Regions from separate parts of the Rattus norvegicus genome. Here regions 2, 3 and 4 are each linked to region 1. A link is a contact called in public Hi-C data. All regions are on one chromosome and are shown on one strand. The core of a region is the stretch at or near the end of the contact, and the rest is flanking DNA. Distances in the headings are between cores, read along the strand shown. Region 1 holds the start of Syt17 (synaptotagmin 17). Region 2 overlaps Gde1 (glycerophosphodiester phosphodiesterase 1). Region 3 has its middle 51 kb from the start of Smg1. Region 4 holds the start of Tmc7 (transmembrane channel-like 7).

Region 1 (3,394 bases), core at 328-2,827:
TGACCCCTAAAGCAGCTGCACCGCGGAGGGAATAACAACTCTCTTTCCTTCAGCTGCGTATATGAAGGTTATTCCCCCAACCCAAATCGCTTCAACTAACCTTCCACAGTCTGTCTCTATATATCTATGCTCTAGCATCTCAGAGAGAGGGTTCACTCAATTAGGGCAGAGTTACCTACATGACTGGGAGGTGCAGGAGGGAGTAGCCAGCATCTAAGCGAGGGTTCCCCGACCCTCCCCACTCATCCCACTTTGAGGGAAGGCTACCAGTCAACAAGCCCTACCTCGGGTTCCCTTGCAAATAGAACAGCTGCTCTGATGAAGGTGATGGCTCAGCGGATGAGTTATTCAACATGTCGGATGCTGTGCTACAAATGTCGTACTCCCAAATGCCAGATTTTTCCTCGTGTACATTACATACTTAATTATTTGTGTTTTTTTTTAACTCGCTTATCTCCCCTAGAAGCTAGGCTAGGCAGAAATTGGACCCCATTTTTAATGGTGAAAAGGCAGGACGCCAAGAGATTGAAATGACAAGCTTGATGAACTGGTGAGCAGCGACACCAGCTGCCCGGCATGGAAAAATAGAAACCTAAGGAGGACCACGTTCCACTTCACGTCCTTTGCTGGAGGGTTGCGCCAAACTCGGTGACCTTGCGATGGAGACCCTGAGCTGGGAGATGTGCTAGTGGATCTTCCAGTGCTGGGGCCCACCCCGAAGGGCCGGCAGAAGAAGCCAAACCGCGACGACAGGACCGGGTCACTGGACCCAGCTGCCATCGGGCCGAGTCACGCCCCCAGGCGCAGCCAAACGCTAGGTGGCGCTGCGCGGCCGCCCTGCGCTAGACCTGTTGCGTCCTGGTCAGTCGGGCGGGTTAGGGTAAAGGGGCCCACGCAGAGCCCAGCGAGGATGAGCATCCCCCTGCCACAGCACTGTCCTGGGGGGGGGGTGGCTGCCAGGTCCACCCTAAATAGGTGGCTCCTGCCCTTCAGCCTCTACACACTCTACAGCCGGGTTCTAGGCGCGTCGGGTGCGGCTGGTATAAAACTTTCGCCAAGCCGCTCAGGGAGAGGGCGGGTTGGAGGGGATCCTCCAACTCCAGACCCCACAGCCAGCAGCGCGGTGTCGCCTCCGCCTCGCAGTCGCCCGAAAACCCTGCTGTCGATCAGGGAGGGATAGGTGCCACTCTATTGCCTGCCCGCAGCACTGACCCGGGCACCGCCCCCATCCACCCCTTTGAGGTCCCAATCCCCTCCCCCGCCTCCCGCGCTCGGGCCCCAGCGTCGCCGGCCCCGCCTGCGCCGGGGTCGCCGCAGTCCCCGCGGCTCGCCCCGGGCTCCCTGGCCAGGCGCCCCAGCTTTTTTGCAACCAGGAAGCACTCCAAGGTTGGGGTGTCAGTGCCGGCCCACCAGAGACCGAACCGGAGGACCTTGGGCATCCAGGTTCTGCGCTCCAGGGAGGCGGCCCCGCAGGGCTGGGCAAGGACGGGGCGGTCGGCGGAGGGGCGGGCGCCGCTCATCAGCCACGCCAGTCACGTCTGGGGCCACCCGGCCGCCCACTGATGTCTTGCTGGCTGGCCGTGCCACCTCGCCGGACCGGCGAGGGCAAAGGGGCTGTGGCGACGCCATGCCCGGGCCGGAGTGAGTGAGCGCGGGCGAAGATGGCGTACATCCAGGTAGGACGGTGGCTGGGGGCGACGGCCAGGGAATACCGGGGACCGCGCCCCCTCCGCTGGGAGCGCGCGCCGCGGGAGTGTGCACAACCCAGCTCCCACAAACTTACTGGAAAAAATAAAAACAAAACACACACACACAAAAAAAACAACAAAACAACGGGTGCCCCAGAGCAGGCACCTGTGCGTGTTCTGGAGCTGGGCAGGGGACCCCAGATTTCGGTATGGAGGGCCCTGCGTAGGACCTGCACCCTCGCACTTGCCTCCTTGGGAGGGGAGACCGCTGGGTGACTTTGTAACTCACCATCTCCGGGCCCCCTGGTACCCACCCGAGAGGAGGGGCAGCGGGAGGGCGGCCCGGGGCATGCCAGCCACCCGGCCCGCCAGCGCCCGTTGCCGTGGTGACGGCTCGGGCTAATTGGTCGGTGGAGCCAGCTGGAGGCAGCTGTTCAGACCTGGAGGGACAAGGACATCGTTCGCCCGGGCGCTGGGTGCAGAGGGGTGGGGACATCCAGAGGCCAGAGCACACTGGTGAGGGAAGTAGGGACGGTTACTCTGTCTGAGAATGCAGGACAGCCCCCCATGCCTCCCACAGAGCGCCCACAAGACTCCCAGAACCAGGAGAAATACCAAGTACCCGCACCCCCACTCCGCCCGCCACTCCTTTAGAGGGTGGGGATGAACTGTGTTGATTGGCAAAGAAACCAGTTTCTTTACAAATTGTGAAGTAATGACAGGTCACTCCAAGGTCACACGGTCAGACTTCCACCCCACCTGGCAAACAGACCCAGAAGAGCTTCGGGCTTCTAAGGCTGCTTGCCCCTAGGGGAGAGGAGCAGAGTGGCTCCCAGGAGCAGAGTGGGGACCCCACCCCCCAACTCTTCTGCTCCCTTGTTCCAGTTCTTCAGATGGTCTGTCACCTGGTGGAACCAGACCCTCTCCTCCTCTAGCTTTGATCCCCCGGAATGATGTGCCTTTTCATGGATTACCTAGGTTCTGGTTTCAAGTTCAATGAAGGTCACACTTACTGTACATCTGTGTCCTGAAAGTTGTTGGCATATGTATTCAATAGTCATTCATCAACACTTGGCTGACACCAATTATGGACCAGCATTGAGGACATAGGTAGCAGTCCTTGCCCCCTCTGATGCCCAAGAGAGTGAGCATAGAACAGTGAGACTGGCTTTTATGGTTCTTCATTGAATTATACATTTTCTTTTTCTGAGGCAGGATCTTTGCTATGTAGCCCAGGCTAGCCTGTGATTCCCCTGCCTCTGTCTTCTGATGCTGGGATTACAGCAGTAGGTCACAGCATTCAGCTACCTAAACAATATGTCAGCACAGAGAAGTTAAGTCATTTGTCAAGGCCACACTGCTACTTAACGGTCAAGGTGGGATCTAAACTGTAGACCGGGAGGAAGATGTTTAAATCAAACATCTCAATAGTCCTGGCTTCCCTCTTAGAGAAAAGCCTTTGAACTTTTACAGCACACAGAGAGTAATATTCTTTTTCTTTGGTCACAGTTTTTCAATTGGGAAAACAGTAAAAAAAGCAAGCACAAAAGGAGGTCAGAGAGTGGACATGGCTATGCACCCACAAAGCTTTGGTGTATTTTGGTCAATGAGTTTCAGATACTTTCTGAACGTCTGGAAATGCAGGAGTCTTCTCTGTTTGAAGATTGTGTACCAGCCAATGGTGGGGCTGGTTTGAGTGAGCTGGA
Region 2 (3,394 bases), core at 621-3,120, 260 kb before region 1:
TCATGAAAGACACTGACATCAACAGCTTCGAGGACAGCGGTGCATACACCTTGTGTTCTGACCTAGTCTTGGACAGGGAGGGGATCCCAAGGAAGGAGGAGGGGAGTAATTGTTACCATGATGGCACAGGTCTGAAAGCCAAGCAGCTCTGGAGGCTGGGTCAGGAGGATTGCATGTTCACGGGCAGCCTGGGCTCGAGTGAGAGCATAAAGTAGAAGTGAAGAAGGAAGCTGGGTGCAGTGGACTGGGGTGCAGTGGACTGGGGTGCAGTGGACTGGGGTGCAGTGGAGGATGACTGCCTCCCTGTGTGCCCAAGGCCCAGGGTCAACCTCCAGCCTCTCCATCATCCAGTGGGTAAAGGATATCCAGGCCTGCTGCTGTCAGGGGGGCCAGTGCTGTGGGACCACAGGAGGAAGTGGGAGTCATGGTGGGGGTGGGAGCTCACACCTGTGTCCCTTTGACCTGGCCTCACAGATGGTTATGTGGCATCTTTCTTGAGGACGTCTCAGCTACATCCGGGTAGCTCATTCGTCTTGAGAAATTACCAGTTCTGGAGTGTGGGCTGTGAGCCTGGAAGTCACTGAGTCATGTTGGACCTGTGAATCTGTGAGAAAATGTGATTGTTCTAGTCTTGCTGTTTGAAGGTGTGTGTCTGGTTTGTGTCCCAACAACTGCTTTTATATTGTATAAGCTGGGATAAAGTCAGTACACTTTCAGGAATTATCAGCTGTTCACCAGGATATGGGGCAGGAGCAAACTAAGCTCTGCCCGTGAACTGCAAGGAAGAAAGCCTTGAGGGAGAGCTTGGAATGCTCTTCTTACCCAGGAATGGAGGACGGAGAGCTCGTCAGTACGTTGTGGAGGAGCTTGTTCTGGTGGCCTGAGAGGGAGGCTTCTGCAGCACAGAGAGAAGCGGGCAGTATGGGATGAACAGACTGGTGAGCGTGACCTGTTTGAGCTGGGACAATGTAAAGCAGGCACACACAGGCCACACCTGCTTCCCAGCCTTCTGACTGCAGTGGGAGGCCAGCTGGGCTCTTAGGGAACCATTGACACATGCTCTGAGCTCTCAGTTCCAGGGACAGCTGGTCAATCTAACACCACCCGTTTCCCCTTTTCTCCAGGGACTATTTGAAGAAGTGGTCAGCCAAAGGAATCCAGGTTGTTAGTTGGACTGTCAATACCTTTGATGAAAAGAATTACTACGAGTCCCACCTTGGGTCCAGCTACATCACTGACAGCATGCTGGAAGACTGTGCACCTCACTTCTAGACTCCCCAGGAGGAAACACAGATGCAAAACTGCCTGGAGGCCTTTTGCAGGGACACGAGAACACTCTGTTAGCACAAGCCCTGGGAATCCTGCGGCTCATACTAGCAATAGCCACAGTTTTACCCCAAGCAGAAACCAGGCATGGCGACCATGCTCCAAGGAAGGCTCCACACTTGCCCTTAAAATTCTGGATCTGTGAAAAGGCAGGGTGGCCCTACCCAACCCCGCTGAGGGTACAGAGCCACAAGGATGAGCAGAGTGGGTCCTGCAATTAGGGCGCAGGCACCAATGCATGGGCTTGCATGATCACTCCAAGTTGACATTTTAAATCTTGCCATACTTCAGTAATTCACTTATTTCCAATATTTGTCGTCAGCTCTGTTAATGGCGACATGTAGGTGTCAAACTTGTGACCATACTAATAAAATCATTGAAAGGTGAACAGAGGGCAAACTGTACCACACTTCTGGTCCTACAGCGTCTGGGACTCTGGGGTGACTCTGGGGAGAAGGGAGAGGGGAGCTGCTCTGGGCACACTGGAGGCCTTTAGTTTTAAGACTTGTTGTAAACACTTCCGACCACCAGGGGACAGAGCGGCAGCTGTCCCAGCTTGTTTGGAAGCTCAAGCACAGGCTGGTTCCTAGATGAGAACCTGGAGGGCACGTCTAAGGATCTGGGCTGCTCTTCATTTCTCAAAGGAAGATGCACAGACTGGTGGCAGCCTCAGAACAGCAGGGACACAGCCTCAGCCGGGCCTCAGGAGAACTAGTGTTCCTTTTTTTGCTCTAGACTAGGAACTAGATGAGGCATTTGCATGCACACTCATCTGCAGCCCTGGGGAAAAGCTTGTGGATATGTTGGCGCCATCTTTAGAGATGAGGAAGCAGAGGCACCACAGTTGCACACCTGAGTCCATGATGCAGTCCAGTCAGTGTCCAGTTCCAGGTCCTCACCATCCTGCGTGAACAAACAGGGCTTTTGTTGGGAACTTAGTAATTTGGTGTTTGCATGTGTGGGGGAGGGGTCGAGGTGGGGGAGGTCCCTGGCATTGAACTCAGATCATTCGGCTTGTAGCAGGCACCACGTTGAGCCCTCTCACCAGCCCTTAAGGTTTTGGGTTTTTTGTGATGCTAGAAATTCAACCTAGGCTTTACATGTGGTAAGTAAGCCTTCTGCCAGAGTTCTATCACTAGGCCTCTTTGTAAACAAATTTAAAATTAAGCCAGGTGTGGTGATACACATCTTTTTTTTTTTTTAAAGATTTTATTTATTATATATAAGTACACTGTAGCTGTCATCAGACACACCAGAAGAGGAGGACATCAGATCCCATTACAGGTGGTTGTGAGCCACCATGGGGTTGCTGGGATTTGAACTCAGGACCTCTGGAAGAGCAGTTCATGCTCTTAACCACTGAGCCATCTCTCCAGCCCCAGTGGTTCACATTTTTTTTTTAAAGATATTTATTTATTTATTTATTTATTTATTTATTTATTTATTTATTTATTTATTATGTAGTGTTCTGCCTGTACACCAGAAGAAGGCACCAAGATCCCATTACAGATAGCTGTGAGCCACCATGTGGTTGCTAGGAATTGAACTCAGGACCTCTCTCTGGAAGAGCAGTCAGTGCTCATAACCACTGAACCGTCTCTCCAGCCCCAAGTGGTACACATCTTTAATCCCAGCAGTCTGGAATCAGAGGCAGGCAGGTCTCTGAGTTAAAGCCAGCCTGGTCTACAAAGTGAGTTCCAGGAGAGCCAGGACTACATAGAGAAACCCCATCTCAAAAAGCAAAATTTTCAAATTACATCTACTGTGTGCGTAGTACACCTGGCACACACCTGGAGCTCAAAGGACAGGCTTGCCAGAGTCTTCACACCACGTGGGTTCCAGAGATTGAATTCAGGTCATCAGGCTTGGTTAGCAACGCTGTAAGCTAGTCTCTTAACTGGCACTCTAGCTCCTTTAAGACAGAGTCCACTAAGTTATTCAGGGTAGCCATAAACTTAAAATCTCTCAGGTTCCCAAGTGCTGAGATTGCAGGCCAGCACCAACAGACATAGCAGTAAGTGGCAACATTTAAAATGAAGTTAGTTTTCTTCTCTGCTAGAGACCAAAC
Region 3 (3,394 bases), core at 627-3,126, 170 kb after region 1:
TATCCCCAGCCTATGCACGCTTAAATAAATAAATAATGAATAAATGTGTTAACACTTTTAAATAAAATAATAAGTAACAAATTGAAAGGACAGGGATGCAGCATGGTGGCACCTGCTTGTAACTCCAGGGATCAGGAGACAGCCAGGTCAGGAGCTCAAGATCATCCTCAACTATGTAGAAAGTTTGAGGTCAGCCTGGGCTACCTGAGATAGCTCAAAGAGCAACACAAGTCACACACACACACACACACACACACACACACACACACACACACACACACCAAAAACCAGTTGATTCCGATACCCCTTCTTCCTCCCTGAAATGCCCCACGCTGAGGTAAACTTTTCATTCAAACACTGAAGTGGTGGTTCATACCTGTAATTCTAGTACTCTGGCTGAGTCAGAAAGGATTCCCTCCCTTTTTTCTTTATAAAATGATTTATTTGTATTTTATGTGCATTTGTAGTTTGCCCGCATGTATGTCTGTGTGAGGGTGCTGGATTTTCTGGAACTGGAAATCAGTTGGGAACTGCCGTGTGGGTGCTGAATTGAACCCGGGTCTTCTTGAAGATCAGCCAGTGCTCTTAACCTCTGAGCTACCTCTCCAGCCCTCCCTTTCTTTTTCTTTATTCACGTAGCCTGGAAGCTTTTCTCTCTCTCTCTCTCTCTCTCTCTCTCTCTCTCTCTCTCTCTCTCTTTCTTTCTTTCTTTCTGCTTTGTTTTATCTTATTTTTTCCAGACAGGGTCTATCTGTGTAGTCCTGGATGTCCTGTAACTTGCTCTGTAAACCAGGCTGCCCTCCAACTCACAGAAATGTGCCTGTCTCTGCTTCCCAAGTGCCAAGCGGTTCCATATCACCTCCCGGTTCTTAGTTTCTTTCTTTCTTTCTTTCTTTCTTTCTTTCTTTCTTTCTTTCTTTCTTTCTTTCTTTCTATCTTTTTTTCGGAGCTGAGGACCGAACCCAGGGCCTTGCACTTTCTAGGCAAGCGCTCTACCACTGAGCTAAATCCCCAACCCCGGGTTCTTAGTTTCTAAATATCTGAGGGATGACCTTGAACTTCTGATCTCTGAGCTTTTTCGATCTTTACCTCTTACGTGATGAACACACACACACACACACACACACACACACACACACACACACACACACACACAGTGGTCTAGTTGGAAAAAAGGGCTTTCTTTCTGCATGCTAGGCAAGCATTGTAAAACCCGAGCTACATCCCCAGTCTTAAGGAAGACCATGAGTTCAAGACAAGTCTAGGCTACAAAATCAGATATCAGATCATGCCTTTAAAAAAAAAAAAAAAAAAAAAAAAAAAAAAAAGCTGGGCTTAGTTTGCAGATCATTTCCTGAGAACCCGAAGGCCTGCCCGCCCCTCTTGGAAGAGACTTGTTGCCCGAAATTCCACACATGGCCACTAGAGGCCGCGCCGTAGCAGCTGAAGTAGCGACGGACTTGGATGCTCCCCAAGAAGCATGGGGGAAAAACAAAGCGGTTTTATTTTCAAAAGACTGAAGAGGCCCCTACAGAGCGCCCACACTTCCTCTCCTCATAAGTAAACACACTTAATTACAATTTAATTTATTCTGAATTGTATCAACAATTAAAAAGAAATTACCCTCTCGCTCTATTTTCTTTCTCTTTATTTAAAATAGGTTCCTCCTAACTTGAGCAATTTAATGTGGAGAGACAATTGGATTTTAATGACCTTCTCTCCGGAGTCTAGTAGGTGGGTCCTGCCTTTTCCTAGCTTTGATTTACATCTCCCAACATCTTAATATGTCATTTTGTCTGATGATAGTTAAGCTACTCCCACAGACACTGGCGGAAACACACCCTCTCCAGCCACTACAACTCACTGGTTCAAGCACAGAAGGTAGAAAACGGCCGTTTCTCCCCCACCCTTCCCTGCTTCTTGTTTTCCTCTGCTGCTGCCTCTGCCGTTCAGCATCTGCAAGCCTTTTGGAAGTGACCATTATGTAAGGAAGGGAATAGAAATAATTAACCCTCGGTTCAACCTTAGCCTGTGCTTTTTAAGCCACTGTGAGGGAGGTGGGGCATGAAGTAAACAAAAACCTACGCTGTTCACAATCACCAAAGAGTAGGATCAACTCAAATGTCCACGGAAGACTGGAGTGAGGTCTGTCCGTGTGTGTTTGGGGGTGGGGGTGGGGGTGATAGTATAAACTGTCAACTTGACAGCTCAGAGGCAGCCCCCAGGCACACCTATGAGAGCCTCTGAGAATTGTCTGTGGGAACTGTCTTAAGTTTGTTGATGTGGGTGGATTCATCTTAATTGTGATGGAGACCATTCCCTGAGTGGTGATCCTGGACTGTGTAAAACAGAGAGAGCAAGCCAAGCACTAGCATGTGTGCGTTAATTCCTTGCTTTCTGCTTCCGACTGTGGATACAAAGAACCAGCTGCTTCAGGCTCCTGACACCTTTCATCCCCGAAATGATGGACCAGCCGTGGTCAGGAACCTTCCTCCTTTCAGGAGGCGTTTTTGTAGGAGTAAAAAAAAAAAAAAAAACAAAACCAGCCATGAGAGGTCACAACTCATAGTAAGATGTCCAGAAGAGACACCCACGCAAACAAAAGACACATTAATGGTTTCCTGGGGCAGTAATGAAGAGGAACTGCTTCATAGAGGGTTTCCTCAGTGATGAAAATTTTTCAAAAATAGCCATAGGATTTCAGGACACCGGATATCCTCAGCTCCTCTGCGTTGTAGAGTTTCCTCTTCAGTTACAATGGCAAGGTCCATAAGATGCCGGGGACAGAACAGGGTCTCCCACCGGGTAAGTGCCACTGCGCCACAGCTCCGGCAAACTGATGGACTTAGCAAAAGGCCTATTGGTCATCCTCATGTCTGTCCTTTTCTAGTTTATTTTTAAATGTTATTTATGTCTTCGGGTGTGTTTCCCCCATACATCACGCGCATGCAGTACCCACGGAGACCAGAAGAGGGCGATGGATCCCTTGGAACTTCGGTTACAGAAGCTCGTGAGAGGCTCTGGGCCTGCTCATCACTTCTGAGTCATTGTAACCAGCCTGGTGTCAGTCCTTTCTAAACGTTATAGAAGTTTGAAAATGTTTATAATAAGACAGTCAGATAAGGTTTGATCCCTTCCTGAAATTCAAAACAGAAACCAAACTTATCATCAGGATGGGAAGGAAGACTGTAGAGCACAGGTGTGTTTTAAAGGGCCACCTTTTTAATAGACTAGACACATGCAGAGCGTGCATCCGTGAAACCCACAGGATGTGCAAACCAAGAGTGGCCTGATGCACTCTACGGACTTCAGTGAACGACTGCAATGAGCTGATGTCAGTCCACCAGCTGTACCTCTCTGCTAGACTGTGAGGGAGTTCAGAGGGAGGCCGGGC
Region 4 (3,394 bases), core at 595-3,094, 140 kb before region 1:
AACATTTCTGATTGGGGAGAAACAGAGAAACAGCCCTGGAGATGGACTGCAACTCACACAGGAAGGAACTGTGCTTGCTGGAACCCTCCTCACTGCAACTGGGTCATATTCTTTATATTCCTATTCAGTTTTCTTATTTATTTGTTTTGAGTCAGGCTTTGCTATGTACCCCAGGCTGGACTTGAACTCATAATAGTCCTGCCTCTGTCTCTAGAGCTCTGGAGTTCCAAACCGGAGTCACCACGGCTGTCAAAATTTAAAATCAATGTTAATATCCTGTATTAATCATTCAGTAGGACAGAGAAACTACAAAGACAGAAACGGTCAACAGCCAGAGGTCAACAGGCACTATCTGACAAGGGGGAGAGAGGGCACAGTGTAAGAAAATGCAGAGGGTGAAGGGCACAGGGAGGGACACTGTGCTGGATGACCTTCAGACAGACGTGGTGATCCTGCTTGGCTGCCTTCACTGCCACCGCTAAATGTCTCCAGTGCCAGCTGGCGTCTGAGCCTTTTAGTAATTCTCAAAATAGCAGTCTTGCTCTGCCTCGTTGCCACCTGCCCTTCTCTGCACCTCCTCCCCTCCATTTCTCCTTTCTTTGTTGAGGTTTGTATGTTGTCCAGGCTGACCTTCAATTCTTGGGCTAAGACCATATTCCCACCTCAGCCTCCTGAGGTGGGACAGCAACTCCACCCATCAAGTCCCATTTCTTTTCTCCTCCTCTTCCTCCTCCTCCTCCTCTTCTTCCTCCTCTTCCTCCTCCTTCCTGAGGGGTTATGACTATGTAGCCCTGGCTGGCCTGAAACTTTCTATGTAAATCAGACTGGCTCACATTTACAGATCTATCGGTCTCCCAAGCCTTTTTTTTTTTTTTTAACTTTTTATTTATGTGCATGTGTGTTTGCACGAACATATGCCATGTTCACGCAGGGGCCTGTGGAGATCAGAAGAGAGACCCCGGAGCTGGAGCTCAAGGTGGTTGTGGGCACTGGGGATTGAACCTCAATCCTCTGGAAGGGCAGGAAGTGCTCTTAATCAATGAACCATCTCTAAAGCCCCACTTTCTTCTTTAAAAGAATATTTTCCAAATTTCATTTATTTGCATTTCTTTTTCCCCTGCAGGGGACATCTGTGGGAGTCTGTCTTCTCCGTCTACCGTGTGGATTCTAAAGCTAGAACTCAGGCTGGCAGGCTTGATGGCAAACACCTTTACCTGTGATTCATCTTACTGACCCAATTCATTGTTTTAGCCATACATGAATATGTATGGGGTGTTGGTGAAATGAGAACATTTCTAGAAAGAACATATGTAGCAAATCCTCCCCCCACCTGCCCTTCCCTCAGGTAACCATGCAAGTGGATCAGTTTGACTGCACCCTCTAGACAGCTATCTACACATACATTGGTATATAGTGTACGGTACATTCCGACTGTCTTAGTTAAGTGTGGACACACACACACACACACACACACACACACACACACACACGAATCCAATGGCAATGTTCCACACTTTCTGTTCCACACTTGCTACCAAATGACAATTTACAATAGTGGGGCTTGTAATGCAAGCACTTGGGAGGTGGAAGCAAGCGATTAGGAGCTCAAGGCTAACCTGGGTCTCACAGTACCAGAAGAGAGGGAGGGAGGGGAGGAGAAAGGGGAGGGGAAGGGGTAAAAGGGAGGAGAGTGAACAGTGGGAGAGTAGGAAAGAGGAGGGGAAGGAGGGGAGGGACCGAGGCATAGGGGAGAAGGAGACTGAAAAAGAAGAGGGAGGCTCCAGAAGGTAGCTGGTCCCCACCCTGCGCCCGTGGGAACGGCCCCGCCCGCCTCTGTGACGTCATCCGGAACCCGAAGAGGCGGGGCCGCGGGTCCAGGCGGCTGGAGGGTCCTCGCCGAGCCGTGATGAGCGAGGGCAACGCGGGCGACCCGGGCCACGGGTCCAGCCGGCAGCGAGCCGTACACCCAGGTAGGTTGCGGCGGGACCAGGCGTGCGGGGCGACAGGGTGGCCGTCCTGGTCCTCCGCGGGATACCGCTGCGGGGAAAGCGGTGGGCAGCGGACGTGCCGGGCGAGGAGGCTCCCCTTGCCCTGCCGGCCGAGCTGAGGAGGCAGTCCTCACTTTCCACACGACGACTCTCGGACCCAGGCCAGCCTCTAGATCGCCATGGTATCTATTCTGTGAAAAGATTGTGACAACCTGCCTGACCCAGAGGCTGGCCCCTAGATATTCCCTTTATACCCACATGGAAGCCAATCTGTTTCTGGTCTTTATTGCTGTGTGAATTTTGCCAAGTGACTTGCCCTCTCTGAGCCTCAGATTGGCTGAAGAACAGTGAAAATATTAATAAATGCCAGCACAGCCCCGATCATAGTAAGACAACAGTTAATGGCAGCTTACTGAGTACAGGAAAATTTTCTTTCTAGTTGTGTTAAATATACAGTCAGTTATACAGCTTCCTGAGATTTTACAGAAATGTGTAAAGACACCGCCCAGTAGATATAGTAGAGCTGCCAACCCCTTCAGGCAGGCTTCCTTGTAGTTTTTATTTATTTTGTTTCTTCCCTGAGCCAGAACTCACAATGTTATCTGCAGTCTGAGTTTGAGTGAGATTGGATCTACCAAGGCAAAGCTCAGCGAGAGGGCTTTGGTCTCTTCAACTTCCAGAAGAAAGACCCAATCCTGGGACAATGCGTTGGAAGCAGGAAAAAAACAAAAAACAAAAAACAAAAAAACAAAACAAAACAGGCGAAGCTCTATGATAGTTTATTTTCCCCCTAGCTCAGTCCTAGCATTGCTGACGGCTGCTAATTCCAGCCAGAGGCCTGGAGTCCCCCAGTGAGGGGCTAAGGGCGTGTCTCCTGTTGAGTTTTCCAGCCATCCCAGGACACCATGCTGCACTGTGAAAGCTAAGTCTTTTCTGGTTGGCTTCCATTGATCTTCCCGCTTGGTCGGTCACACTGCTCCCAGTTTTTGGGTCTTTGCTGAGAGTTGAAGGGCTACTCTAAGTGACTCCTGGGCCCCTATCACTGAGCTGCCTCTCCATCCCCTTGGATATCTGCAAGTTTTTGTTTGTTTTGAAATACTGGGGTAAATCTCAGAGCTTTACACATCATGAGAGACAAGAGCTCTCCCTCAGAACTACATTCCCCAGTTCCTTTTACTTTTTTCTTTTCTTTTCTTTTCTTTTTTTCGGAGCTGGGGATCGAACCCAAGGCCTTGCACTTGCTAAGCAAGTGCTCTACCACTGAGGTAAATCCCCAACCATTGCTTTGGTTTTTTGCTTGCTTGTTTTTGTTTTTTGTTTTTTGTTTTTTGTTTGGTTTTTTATTTTTATTTTTATTTATTTATTTATTTATTTATTTATTTATTTATTTATTTTGAGACTAACTT

Evidence for each region. A called contact is a pair of places that touch in the nucleus more often than the background predicts.
Region 2: a Hi-C map of Schwann cells shows a contact between it and region 1, with 4 times the contacts expected there. The contact joins the enhancer-like site here to the promoter of Syt17 in region 1. A contact is called at or near these places in 3 of 12 Hi-C or Micro-C datasets (the A7r5 cell line, Schwann cells and frontal cortex).
Region 3: a contact with region 1 is called in a Hi-C map of the A7r5 cell line, with 3 times the contacts expected there. The contact joins the enhancer-like site here to the promoter of Syt17 in region 1. A contact is called at or near these places in 12 of 12 Hi-C or Micro-C datasets (the A7r5 cell line, the Rat2 cell line, Schwann cells and 7 more) and 1 of 1 datasets of contacts at active chromatin or transcription factors (oligodendrocytes).
Region 4: a Hi-C map of Schwann cells shows a contact between it and region 1, with 4 times the contacts expected there. The contact joins the promoter of Tmc7 here to the promoter of Syt17 in region 1. A contact is called at or near these places in 3 of 12 Hi-C or Micro-C datasets (the A7r5 cell line, Schwann cells and mammary epithelial cells).

Annotation. Positions count from the first base shown.
Region 1 is chr1:182,193,971-182,197,364 of GRCr8, reverse strand. It overlaps Syt17 (synaptotagmin 17), which reads left to right and starts at 1,577. Exons shown (of 8, transcript NM_138849.2): 1 at 1,577-1,676. The coding sequence starts at 1,662.
Region 2 is chr1:182,449,502-182,452,895 of GRCr8, reverse strand. It overlaps Gde1 (glycerophosphodiester phosphodiesterase 1), which reads left to right. Exons shown (of 6, transcript NM_032615.2): 6 at 1,125-1,714. The coding sequence ends at 1,272. Among named protein-coding and RNA genes, the nearest start is that of Gde1, 15 kb to the left of the region's middle. Within about 2 kb of position 1,870, at least 1 of the 93 cell types and tissues checked has an H3K27ac peak or open chromatin away from gene starts, as enhancers often do. A contact at or near this core is called in Schwann cells, where this site is marked.
Region 3 is chr1:182,027,318-182,030,711 of GRCr8, reverse strand. No RefSeq gene overlaps it. Among named protein-coding and RNA genes, the nearest start is that of Smg1, 51 kb to the right of the region's middle. Within about 2 kb of position 1,876, at least 12 of the 93 cell types and tissues checked have an H3K27ac peak or open chromatin away from gene starts, as enhancers often do. A contact at or near this core is called in the A7r5 cell line, where this site is marked.
Region 4 is chr1:182,338,397-182,341,790 of GRCr8, reverse strand. It overlaps Tmc7 (transmembrane channel-like 7), which reads left to right and starts at 1,844. Exons shown (of 16, transcript NM_001191950.2): 1 at 1,844-1,970. The coding sequence starts at 1,907. LOC120099917 (a long non-coding RNA gene) reads left to right here. Exons shown (of 3, transcript XR_005499406.2): 3 at 1-1,629.